2 separate regions of the Mus musculus genome follow, and region 1 is linked to region 2. Evidence: chromatin contacts called from public HiChIP or PLAC-seq data. All regions are on one chromosome and are shown on one strand. The core of a region is the stretch at or near the end of the contact, and the rest is flanking DNA. Distances in the headings are between cores, read along the strand shown. Region 1 has its middle 12 kb from the start of Gm34766. Region 2 overlaps Zdhhc19 (zinc finger, DHHC domain containing 19).

Region 1 (4,841 bases), core at 254-2,753, 200 kb after region 2:
GAGTCCTTACCACTCTCAGGGGCGCTAATCCTCCCAGGAGGGGCAGCTCCAGCAGAGATTCAGAGAGCCCCACAGAGAGAAGAAGCAACAAGCCTTTGGCTGTTTAGGAATTCTGTGTTATACTGTGGGTTAACACGCTGGCCCAGAGTGGACCTCACAAGCAGAAATTATTGGCCCAGAGAGATAAGACCTGCTCCTGGGCAGGGTGCAGACCCCACCTGGAAGTCCTTATCTCCCACAGAGCCCTTTTGGACTCTATAGAGTTTATGCAGCATGAAATCTTCATTAATATTCACTTAAACATTGCTCTGGGTTAAAGAGGTCATCATAGGGCAGCCATGTTAGCAACGGCGAAAAGCCAGAGGCACAGGAGGAAGGAGAGACCAGAGAGCGGCATGGCCCAGAAGGGGGTGGGGGTGGGGGTGGAGGTGGTGGTGGCGCTGATCACAGAGACCAGCAGTCACACAGGCAGGTGGAGCAGGCACCAGACAGGAGGGTGGCAGGACCTGGTGGGTGAGCAGCTGGTGGTGGGATGAAGCCATCTGATAGGTGCTACATAGTCTGGAGGAGAGGCAGGTCCTTGCCCGAAAGGGCTGGGTAGGGAGTGTGGGTGGGGAAAGAGTAGAGCAGAGGCGGTCCTTGGGGGAGGCTCCCACGCTGAAGACCCGTGTGCTCCCACATAAGACCGCTGTGCTCCATTTTTTCCATACGGATGTCCCTTCAGCCATTGTCCTAATCCTGTTTCTTTGGCCCCTCCTGGTTGTGTGAAGCACAATCCCCCGTGGGACCCTTCCACAGGGTAGCCCTCCCCACCTCTGGCAGCTCATCCCATGTCTTCCGTATAGCCAGGAGAACAGAGCATCTACGCTCCTCCCAGCAGACAGGAGCCTGGACAAGCTCATCACCCCTCAGCCAGCGTCCCAGCCTGCCATAAACCCATCACGGTTCACTTCCCACCCACTTCTCAGAGCAACCTAGGTGGAAACTTAACTTGAGACACCTCCTTACTTCCTTGTTCCTTTTGGCACCTGGACTGTCTCAGTCCCAGCCCCAAATCCCCACTGCGCCGGGGAGGGGGGGGCCCTCCGGGATTAGACCCACCCAATGTGCCCCAAAGCTTGACAGCTGAGCAGGAAGAGATCCACCAGACCAGTAAACCTGGAGTGGGAAGCAGCTGTCTTCCCCCCCTGCCCCCCCCAAGTCACACAGCAGGAAGTCTTTTTGACTATGGAGACCTCTCTGACCCCTGAACCAAAGTAGCACCCACATATAGAGCTCCTAAGATCAAAAGCCAGACTGCCTCTCTGTCTCAGGAGCTCTGCAGCACAAGGCCCACCAGGGTCCTAGGGCACCTTCAGTCAGACTGACTCTACGCCTTTCTAGGCCCCATTCTGATCTCATGGAGGCAGAGGGTGACTGGTTAACCTCACGGAGCCCCAATGTGTGTTCAGGAGCCTAGAGGGACCAGCTCCAGGAACTCCTTCTTCCTCAGAGTGGTTATGTGGAACTCAGGGAGGCGCTGAAGCAAAGCAGTGACGGAATGACTTGGAACGGGGCGCTAACCCTGTGGGGCTTGGCGTATTTGCTTTGCCAACATCTTATTGTTGTTAGTATACAGGCCATTCCACTGGCCTGTTCTCAGGGACCTAGTTACTTAAGTCATCGCCTGCCACTGCCAGGAGTGCCAGGTGTGTGCTGTGGATAAAAGGGCCCCCAGTCACCCCAGGTCTCTCCCCCTCTCCTCTTCCTCTCCCAGTTGTGCCTTTCTTAGGGGTACATTTTAGTATGGGCCTGCCAAAGGCATCCCTCCCTACACATATCTTTTATCATAACCATTGTCACACACCTGTACTTTGCTTACTCTGTTTCCATACCTAGAACACTCTTCCTCTATCCTTTATACCTATCTGATAGAGGATTTGTAAGCCGTATTCCTCCTTGTATGTGTGTCCACGTGTGTGTGTGTGCAAAAATGTGTGTGTGGTGGTCAGGGGTAAACCTTGAGTGTCCCTCTTCAGGAACTGCCCACTTTTTAAAAAAGCGTTTTGTTTTATGTATTTGTTTCTGAAGGTACGTACATATGTGTATGTAGCTTTGGATCTTCTGATCCCGGAGCTACATTTAGTTGTGAGCTGCCATGTGTGTGGGAGGTGGTGGCACTCAAACCCAGGTCCTCTGGAAGGACAGTCAGTGTTCTTAACTGTTGAGCTGTCTCTCCAGCCCTTCACTTTGTGTTTCTGAGACAGGGTCATTCACTAGCCTGGGACTCACCAGTTAGGCTAGGCCAAGTGGCCAGCAAGCCCAGGGCTCCTCTAGTTACTGCCTCCTCAGCACTGGGGTTACCAGGCCTGGTTTCTTTCTTTTTCTTTCTTTTTCTAAGGTGGGTTCTGGGGTTGAATGGCGAGCACTTGACTGCAGAGTCAGTCACCTCTGCAGCTCTCCGTATTCCTCTTAGGGAAAGACAGGGCCCTCTGTCCTCTGGCTTGGAAGTTAGATAGAAGCAGAATAAAGTCTTTTTTTTTTTTGCTTTTGGTTTTTCGAGACAGGCTGTCTCTGTGTAGCCCTGGCTGTCCTGGAACTCACTCTGTAGACCTGGCTGGCCTAGAACTCAGAAATCTGTCTGCCTCTGCCTCCCAAGTGCTGGGATTAAAGGTGTGCGCTACCACTGCCAGGCTAGAATAAAGTCTTGATTCTGCCGCTGCTACACGACTTTGGTTGTATAGATCATTTTTCATCCTCTGCCTTGATCTCTTTGTGTTTTTTCCAGATCCTTATGTAGACAGAAGTCTAGCACCTCCAGAGCTTAGTACATGCTAACTTGCTCACAGCACCCATCTCCACCCGCTGCCTGGCTAGCTCCTCCTGGCTGTGTCCGGCCTAGGTCCCTGTGCTCACACTACCCACCGCTCAGTAAGCACCCCTGCCTTGAGACCCTAAAACACTAACTAGTTCTTTCTAATGCTTACTGCCGTTATTAGGACATGTTTGTCTTCCCATGTCATCGCCGAGCCAGACGGGTGGGAGTGGACACTGCCTTTACTTCTGTTTCTAATTCTGTCTCTGGGCAGAGGCACAGCTTGAGCAAAAGAAGCGCTGGCTACCCTTCCTGTTTGATTTTAGCATCTGCACAACAGGCTAGCTACACCCACCACAGGATTTCCAACAAGAAGAGATAATTGGTCGCAGGAAAGAAAGGAAGGAAGCTGGAAAGTTCTTCTTTCCCAGCTTTCACGGTGCTGGAGGGGCCCATGTGAGACAGCAGGGGATAGCAGAGCCAGCGTGCTACATGCCAACCTGCCTGGAAGGTGAGCCTCCTGGTGCAATAGTGGGGTACCTGTTATGAGGTCACATAGCTTCCAGATGGGCTTTGAGGCCCGCTCCACAGGAAGGAAATCATGTCAATCACTGTAATTTTGGTTAACCCTTTCCTGACCCCTTCCTCTCCCCCATGCCCACTCCCATCTCCACTTTTCTGTCCCTAGTATTCTCTACTTTATTTTCACATGACACGTCTTCAAGTATTGACCCCCTTACGAACGCCACCACCACCTCGTCACCCCCTTTCTAGGTCTCTGACCTCTACTCCAACGTAAACACACAGATCTCAAAATTAGAAGCTAGAATCCACCCATGAGAGAGAAGACGTGGCCTTTGTCTGTCTTAGCCTGAGGTTACCTTACTTAACAGTTTACAGCTCCATTCATTATCATACAAATGTCATGCTTCCTTACAGCTGAATCATTGTGTATATGGATGTGTTTAGTATCTTTTTAAAAATTATCTAAGTGTAGGACCATGAAAGTCAGACTGTTTTCTGGTTGAGCTAGGTTTAAAACCCCAGTGACCCTGTAGGTGACCCCGCAGGGTCTCGTGCAAGGGATGGTAGGCGTTTTTTTGCTATGATACTAGACACCAGGCTCCTGACACGAGGCTGTAGCTCTCCACTCCATAGGTCTGTGGCCATCAATCACGCAAGGGCAGCGCCTCAAGCCGGTCTACAGGTAGAGGACTTGACCACAGATCCCGTAGCCACAAGACAGATCTCCATTTTAATGAGGTACCTAAAGACCTGGAGGCGTAGCCAATAAACTCTCCTTCCCAGACACTCCTCCCTGCAAAAGGTATTTAACCTCAGGCCTGCCCTGAGAAAATGGGGTTCATTTTTTACTTATCAACTCCCCCCCCCCATGACAATAATGTCTTAAAACTATGGACTGTCTCTTCTCATGGAGATCTGAAGCAATGGAGCAGGCCTTTCTCGAAAGAGCTGCATCTAATCTCCCTCAGGAGGCCTCACTGTGCTCTGAGCCATGGATGGACTCCACCAAGCTAAGCCGCCCCCGCCAAGGATGCTCCTCCCCAAGGGACCCAGCCAGAGCTCTCCTCCCCCCTTTCCCCTTGGGCCCTGGGCTAGAGCCAGACTGCGGGTCCCCACTCCTTTCTCAGCTCTTCTGTGGCATCCAGCGGCATCTGTGGTGCCCAAGAGTCTGAGAACCTGCCATCCCTGGCCCCCCCCCCCCCCCCGAGGCAAATCCAGCAATCCCCCAGGACCTTAGATTGTGCTTCCGCAGCTCTGGAACAGGGTTCCTCGGCTTCTCACAGTCCAACGCCCATCCTGTGACGCCATGGGGAACGAGCAGTCAAGACTTCCCTTGTCCTGCCTTGCCGAGCGGCCCAAGCCCCAAGCGGTCCTGGGCCATCTTTTAACCCACATCTATGCACCCACTGATAGACATCTGGGCTGTTTCCGTTTTCTAATTGTTATGAATGAAACATCAGTGAATATGAATATGCAGGTTATAGAATTCTTTGAAGACATACCTAGGAATGATATAACTTTG
Region 2 (5,507 bases), core at 2,251-4,750:
GGGAAGATGAGGTCCTGGCTAAGAAGGGCATTGACTCCTTGTACCTGGCCCGGTCACTTCTTCAGTTACATGTCTGAAGTTGTCTGTCTGCAAAGACCAGTGGGGACAGCATGGATCCAAGAGAAGACAAAGCCCTCACCACCACGTCGTCCTAAACACTGTAGGCCAGGTCCTCCGGGGCCCCAGCACCAACCTCGGCGCGTTCCAGGGAAGGGGCCCCCAGGGAGTGGAGAGGCTGCAGCTCTCCAAGAGATGCGAAGGCTGCCTGCATCTGTGGAAAAGTCCCCAGGAGGTGGGGCTGGCCCTGAAGCTGGGGTGCTCAGAGCTTGGTGGAGGGGAGCTTGAATCTGGAGGGACCTTGAAAGGGAGTGGCTCTAGAATGCACAGACAGACAGACAGACAGACACACACACACACAGAGAGAGAAAAGACCTCATTCCCAACTTGGTTTGGGCCCTGGGCCAGTCACTAGGTCTGAGCTAGCTGTTAATGGGGACGGAGATTAGCCTACAGTTTATACTGTTTTTGAAGAATGCACCTTCATTTAGTCAAAAATGTTGCATACAGTTTAATTTCATTGAAATGCACGGTGGTGGAACATAAGGTATACATGGGGGTGGGGGCAAATCATCACAGATTCCCTTCCAATCCCGAGACCTTTGAAGTGCTGGTCACCCTTGGCTCAAACAAGGAGGAGATGGGGGGTGGGGTGGAGCTGGGGACCCTGGAGGGAGCCTGCATGTGCTCACTCTGTGTTTAGGTCCACGCCAACCCACGGCTGAACCTGCCGCTGGAGACCCCTAGATGAGACTCTCCCCAGTGCACACAGAGCCAGGACCACCTGAACTTCCTTCCGCCTCTGAGTCTGAATCCTTGTGGTCCACTTGGGACCTACCCATCCTCATTAAATATTAATTGTTGATTTCTGATAAGGGTGTCTGGCCTGTTGAAGGGTCGTGAAGACAGATTTCTGGGCATGAGTGAGCCAGGTTCCCGGAGACCCAAATTCAGGGTTTATCACTGCTTGGTTCCATGATCTTGGGCAGGACACTAAAGGTTCTCTTATGATGGACCAACAGTATTAACTGCAGTCTTCCTGGGAGGCAAAGGCAGGCGGATTTCTGAGTTCGAGGCTAGTCTGGTCTACAGAGTGAGTTCAAGGATAGCCTGGGCTATACAGAGGAACCCTGTCTCCAAAACAAAAACAAAAACAAAAAACCCCTGCAGTCTCTCTGATAAGGGCTGGTGATGATGCGAAGGAAAACCACCAGTCATGGCTGCACTGGGTATCCACCTTGCAGTGCCTCTATCTGGCTGAAGAGGGCGCCAACTGCCCGGGGAACGTGCAAGACGCACTTGACCTTTTGCACTGTGGCACGGGGACCCTGTTGGGTTGGAAGGCCATCAGGCTAGGTGTGGGTACCCTTCCAGTGGCCACTCTAAGAGAACTGGATAAACGAGGGATGCTCAGCCTCATGCTAAGCCTGCATCTATCCTGCATCCTCATCTCATTTTTTACGTACCCCCATACTCCAACCTGTCCCTGGTATGACCCAAGGTCCCGTGTGTCTTTAGATTCCTGGGGGTGCCCGGAGGAGCACATTAAGCTCTGACTTTATTAGTGGCCACGGTGTGTGGCCTTTGTAGTACAGTCATCTCTCCAACTCTTTATAAAGCCAAGCCACAAGTCAGCTTTATTCCCTTATCAGCCCCGTTCCCAGCCCCCAGGCCCCAGCCCACTCACTGTCCCTAGAGGCCCAGGCCCATTCCTGTCAAATCTGTCAAACTCATCTGCTCTGCTTCTGACCCTCTGGGTTACTGGCTAGCTCATTTTTTCAACACCAAGAGCTTCTTGAGAGAGGGCTTGGGGGCTTTTCTCTACTTTTACCCTTGCTCGACTTTTCTAGGTGGAGTTTTGGATATGCGTCTTTGACGTACGAAAAGTTAGCCCAGGCCAGGTGTGGTGTCACATGACTTTAATCCCAGCACTCAGGAGGCAGAGGCAGGGAGTTTGAGTCCAGCCTGATCTACAAAGTGAGTTCCAGGACAGCCAGGACTATATCGACCCTGTCTTAAAAAAAATACAAAAAGTCTCAACCCAGCTTGGCCCTTCTAGAAGATTCTGGGGAGCACATTCTGGGTTATTATGGGAGCACATTTAACTGTGGGGCTAAAATAGCTCTGTGTTACATGGCAGCGAGGACAGGATTGGTATTTTTGAACCACTAAGTGTGTCTACCTCTGGGTGTGACTCTCCAGGTGTGTGCAGAAGGGAACATCCCAGCTTCAGGAAAAGGGCAGTCAGGGGACTTCCTCTTCCCCCAAAGGAGAGCTCCCCAGGTAGCCTGGGCCTGGGTCAGAGAAATAGAGGGGTCCAGGAGCCTGGGCCAAGACTTGGATTAAATCCTGCAACTTCCTGGCTCTGAAGGGGTACCTGGCCCACTTGGAGGCTTTAGGGAGGCTGGCTGTCTTCAGCCCCACGTGGCCTGGGATTGTACTTATTGGCTCCTAGGCTCCAGGTTTGCAGGGAACTCACCCAGCCTCAGGCAAGGGGCCTTCAGAGGCTCAAGCATGTTGTTATCTTCCCTGACTCCTTAAGGCCTCAGTTACCCAGCAGGACAAGGTTGTAATTTTCTTCTGATTCTCAAGAGGCTCTGAGTTCTTCAAAGGCAATCGCTCCTGCTCTGGGGTAAAGATTCTAGGTTTCTTTGTTCTTCCCAATTGAGAATTTCTACAGCTCTAGGAGGGGCCTAGCCCACCCCTTCTCCGAGGGCCCTTTGTCCTTCCCTAGATCTCAGGCGAGGCTGGCAGGGCTTCAGTTGCTCTGCTCCCACTTTCTCCTCTGCCCCTTTTTGCAGAACCTACCTTTGCTTCTCAGACTTACCCCGCCCAGTCTTTGGCTGACAGATAAGGTGAGAGCTGTTATCAGAGCCCCAGGAGGGGGCCTGCTGTCCGCATGCCCAGCATGCCCTGCCTCCCTCAGAGGAAGGGTCAAAGCCAAGAAGGACCATGTGCCAACTTGGAGCCGGAGCCCCTCTGTGGGATCCCAGCCAGCTAGGTCCTAGAGCCAAAATTATCTCGAGTCATCCACACAGCCTTCTGGGAGGTAGGGACTTACAGGGCAGGACAAGTCTTGAGTGACTGACTAACCAGACCTGCTGCCAACTAGTATGTTTGACAGAAGTCACTTGGCTCAGCCCAGCAGTCCCCACAGAGTCATTTACCTCACAAAGAGTCACAGGCTTTGACTTTGAGGGTGAGGGTCAAAGACAAGCTACCACCATCAGTTTCAGACAGGGTTTGGGGGCTACTGGGGGAAGTGGCTGGCTAAGATAACCTCCTGGCAGAAATGGCAGGCAGCCTGGTGGCTTTCTGGTTTCTACTCTCAGCTGCCCCAGCAGGGGAGCCAGCGCAGTAGCTGCAGAGCTCAGCTCTCTTACCCTAGGCTCAGATAAGCCAATGCCTCAGCAGTCAGGGAGCTGATAAGGAGGCTGCAGAAGCCCTCTGCATCCTGGGCCTCCCGATAATGGTCCCTACTGCCTCTGGCTCACCCGCCCTGCTCTGCCTTAACCACTCCACCCAAGGGGGGCCCTGCAGTGGCTGAGGGTGGGGCAGGGCAAGAATGATGGGGCAGAGGAGACTACTACAGAGCCCGTCAGGGCCAGGCTCCTCACACTTCATAGGGCACAGGTTCCTCACACCTCAGATGCATGGGTATGGGTCCTTGCTAGTCACCTCATGGGCACCTGGGTCTAGTGTCAGGCCCCTAAGAGACCTTATCTGGGGATTGTGTGTCTTTAGTTCTTAGCAAACAGATGCAGCCTGGGGATGAAGCCCTATTCCTGGTGACAAACCTTTACTAACCCCCATTGGGTCCAGCCTATGCGAAGTTATTTATAATATTTCCTTTCATCTTCACACCAACCCTGCTAAGTTGCTATTCTTGGTTTAGAGACGAGGAGGAAAACAACATTCAACAAAGCAGTGACTTCCCCTGGCCATGCTAAGTGGGAAAGCCAACCCCCTCCAGGCCCTTTCCCATGACACGGTCTTTAGCGTGAAGACTACGGGCTTCTCTAGGAAGCAAGGTGAGCGGTCACAAGTCACAGCACTGTCACAGGCATTGACCAGGCAGAGTCAGACTCCAGCACTGGCCAGAGGCTGCTTAGTCAATGGTAGGCATCACTGAGGGTGACCCAAGGGCTGCATGAGGCCGGGCTGCATTGTGTGGCCTGCTTAGGACTTCATAATGCTAGTCACTGTAATGGCAGAGTCCGCTGCTGCCCCGTTTAGAGTCGGATCCTTTGGGGCCGAGCAGTGATGGGGGAAAGGTGCTGTTTCAAGGGGAAGTTTGTTTTACAGAAAATCAACCGGTGGGGTGTCTCCCAGCCAAAGGAGTGTGTGTAGACTCGGTTGTAAAAGCTGGGACTCCCCTGCCGAGCAGTATCGTGGCCTTGGGGCCATGGCTGTGCACTTCAGTTAAGCAATCAGCTTCAGCTTGTGTTCATGACACCTCAGGCTGAAGGAAGTCAAACACCACTTGTTATTCCTGGCTCCTGTTTCTCTGTGCCCCGGCCTCCATCTTCAGCCTCACCTCCTCTCACCTCTCCGCTCTCCTCTCTACTCCCTCTCCCTTCCTTTTCTTTCCTCTTCCTTCCGTCCTCTTTCCTGTCCCATTCTTCCACAAGCTGCTCTTCAGTTCTCCATCCCTTTGACTACTCCCACCCTCACCCCCACCCCGCCCCGCCCCGCCCCGCCCCTGCTTTTCCTGGATGAAAACTTCCAGGAACTCAAAGTCAATGAAGGACTTTCAAGTAAGAAGGTATAATTGTGATTCGTGGAAGCTGTAGGATCTGGTGCAGCACAGGAGGGCTGAAGGCAGACTCTGTACAGGGAGCCTTTGTCTGCTTCTTTCTGCCTGGGGGGAGGGGGGGGCTTCTGCAGGCCAGCCGTTGCTAACTGCTTTCTGACTGGGGCAGTTTTATTTTGCTATGGGAATGAGAGATTCCAAATTGGTGAGGGTGGGGACCCTATGGGCCATCTAACCACCTCCCTTGTTCCTCAGGGAGAAGGAAACAGAGGATGAGGGCTTCAGGGAGGGTTTCCCTTGGAGTCGGTACAGCTCAGGAAAGGCTAGCCTTGGCAGTCTCCAGGTGTCGTCTGCCTTGTGCCCTTTTCCATGCCCTGTGCTAAGAAAGCTGGACCAGGTCTTGGCCTGTAAACCAGGAAGGGCCTAAGGACTTAGCTGCTTGACCTCAGCCAGCAGGATCCCAATGCTGACCTCAGGAGCTATACTCACGGTGCTGTTCTGTGTGCCAGGCACTGGGTTAAAGACTTTGCTTGCATTAGCTCATTTAATCCTCAAGCCAGCACATGAGGCACTGCTAGTACCTTTGTGGATGTGGCTCTGACAGTCCCCAGACCTGCAGGACTCCTCCTGGCCTGGCCTGGGATTCCTCCTTAAATGTTTAACTGTTGGAGCTCAAACCAAGATTTCCATGTATTCA

The links. HiChIP or PLAC-seq counts read pairs in DNA pulled down with a chosen protein or histone mark.
Region 1: a contact with region 2 is called in an H3K27ac HiChIP or PLAC-seq map of T-cell acute lymphoblastic leukemia, with 2.9 times the contacts expected there. The contact joins two enhancer-like sites. A contact is called at or near these places in 7 of 39 promoter capture datasets (the C10 cell line, the HPC-7 cell line, HPC-7-derived erythroid cells and 5 more), 1 of 15 datasets of contacts at CTCF or cohesin (embryonic stem cells), 1 of 484 Hi-C or Micro-C datasets (arterial endothelial cells), 5 of 115 datasets of contacts at active chromatin or transcription factors (T-cell acute lymphoblastic leukemia, embryonic stem cells and neural tube) and 1 of 9 other capture datasets (adipose tissue).

The regions. Positions count from the first base shown.
Region 1 is chr16:32,707,773-32,712,613 of GRCm38.p6, forward strand. No RefSeq gene overlaps it. Among named protein-coding and RNA genes, the nearest start is that of Gm34766, 12 kb to the left of the region's middle. Within about 2 kb of position 1,504, at least 26 of the 459 cell types and tissues checked have an H3K27ac peak or open chromatin away from gene starts, as enhancers often do. A contact at or near this core is called in T-cell acute lymphoblastic leukemia, where this site is marked.
Region 2 is chr16:32,506,286-32,511,792 of GRCm38.p6, forward strand. It overlaps Zdhhc19 (zinc finger, DHHC domain containing 19), which reads left to right. Exons shown (of 9, transcript NM_199309.2): 8 at 66-292; 9 at 761-929. The coding sequence ends at 804. Among named protein-coding and RNA genes, the nearest start is that of Zdhhc19, 13 kb to the left of the region's middle. Within about 2 kb of position 3,501, at least 87 of the 459 cell types and tissues checked have an H3K27ac peak or open chromatin away from gene starts, as enhancers often do. A contact at or near this core is called in T-cell acute lymphoblastic leukemia, where this site is marked.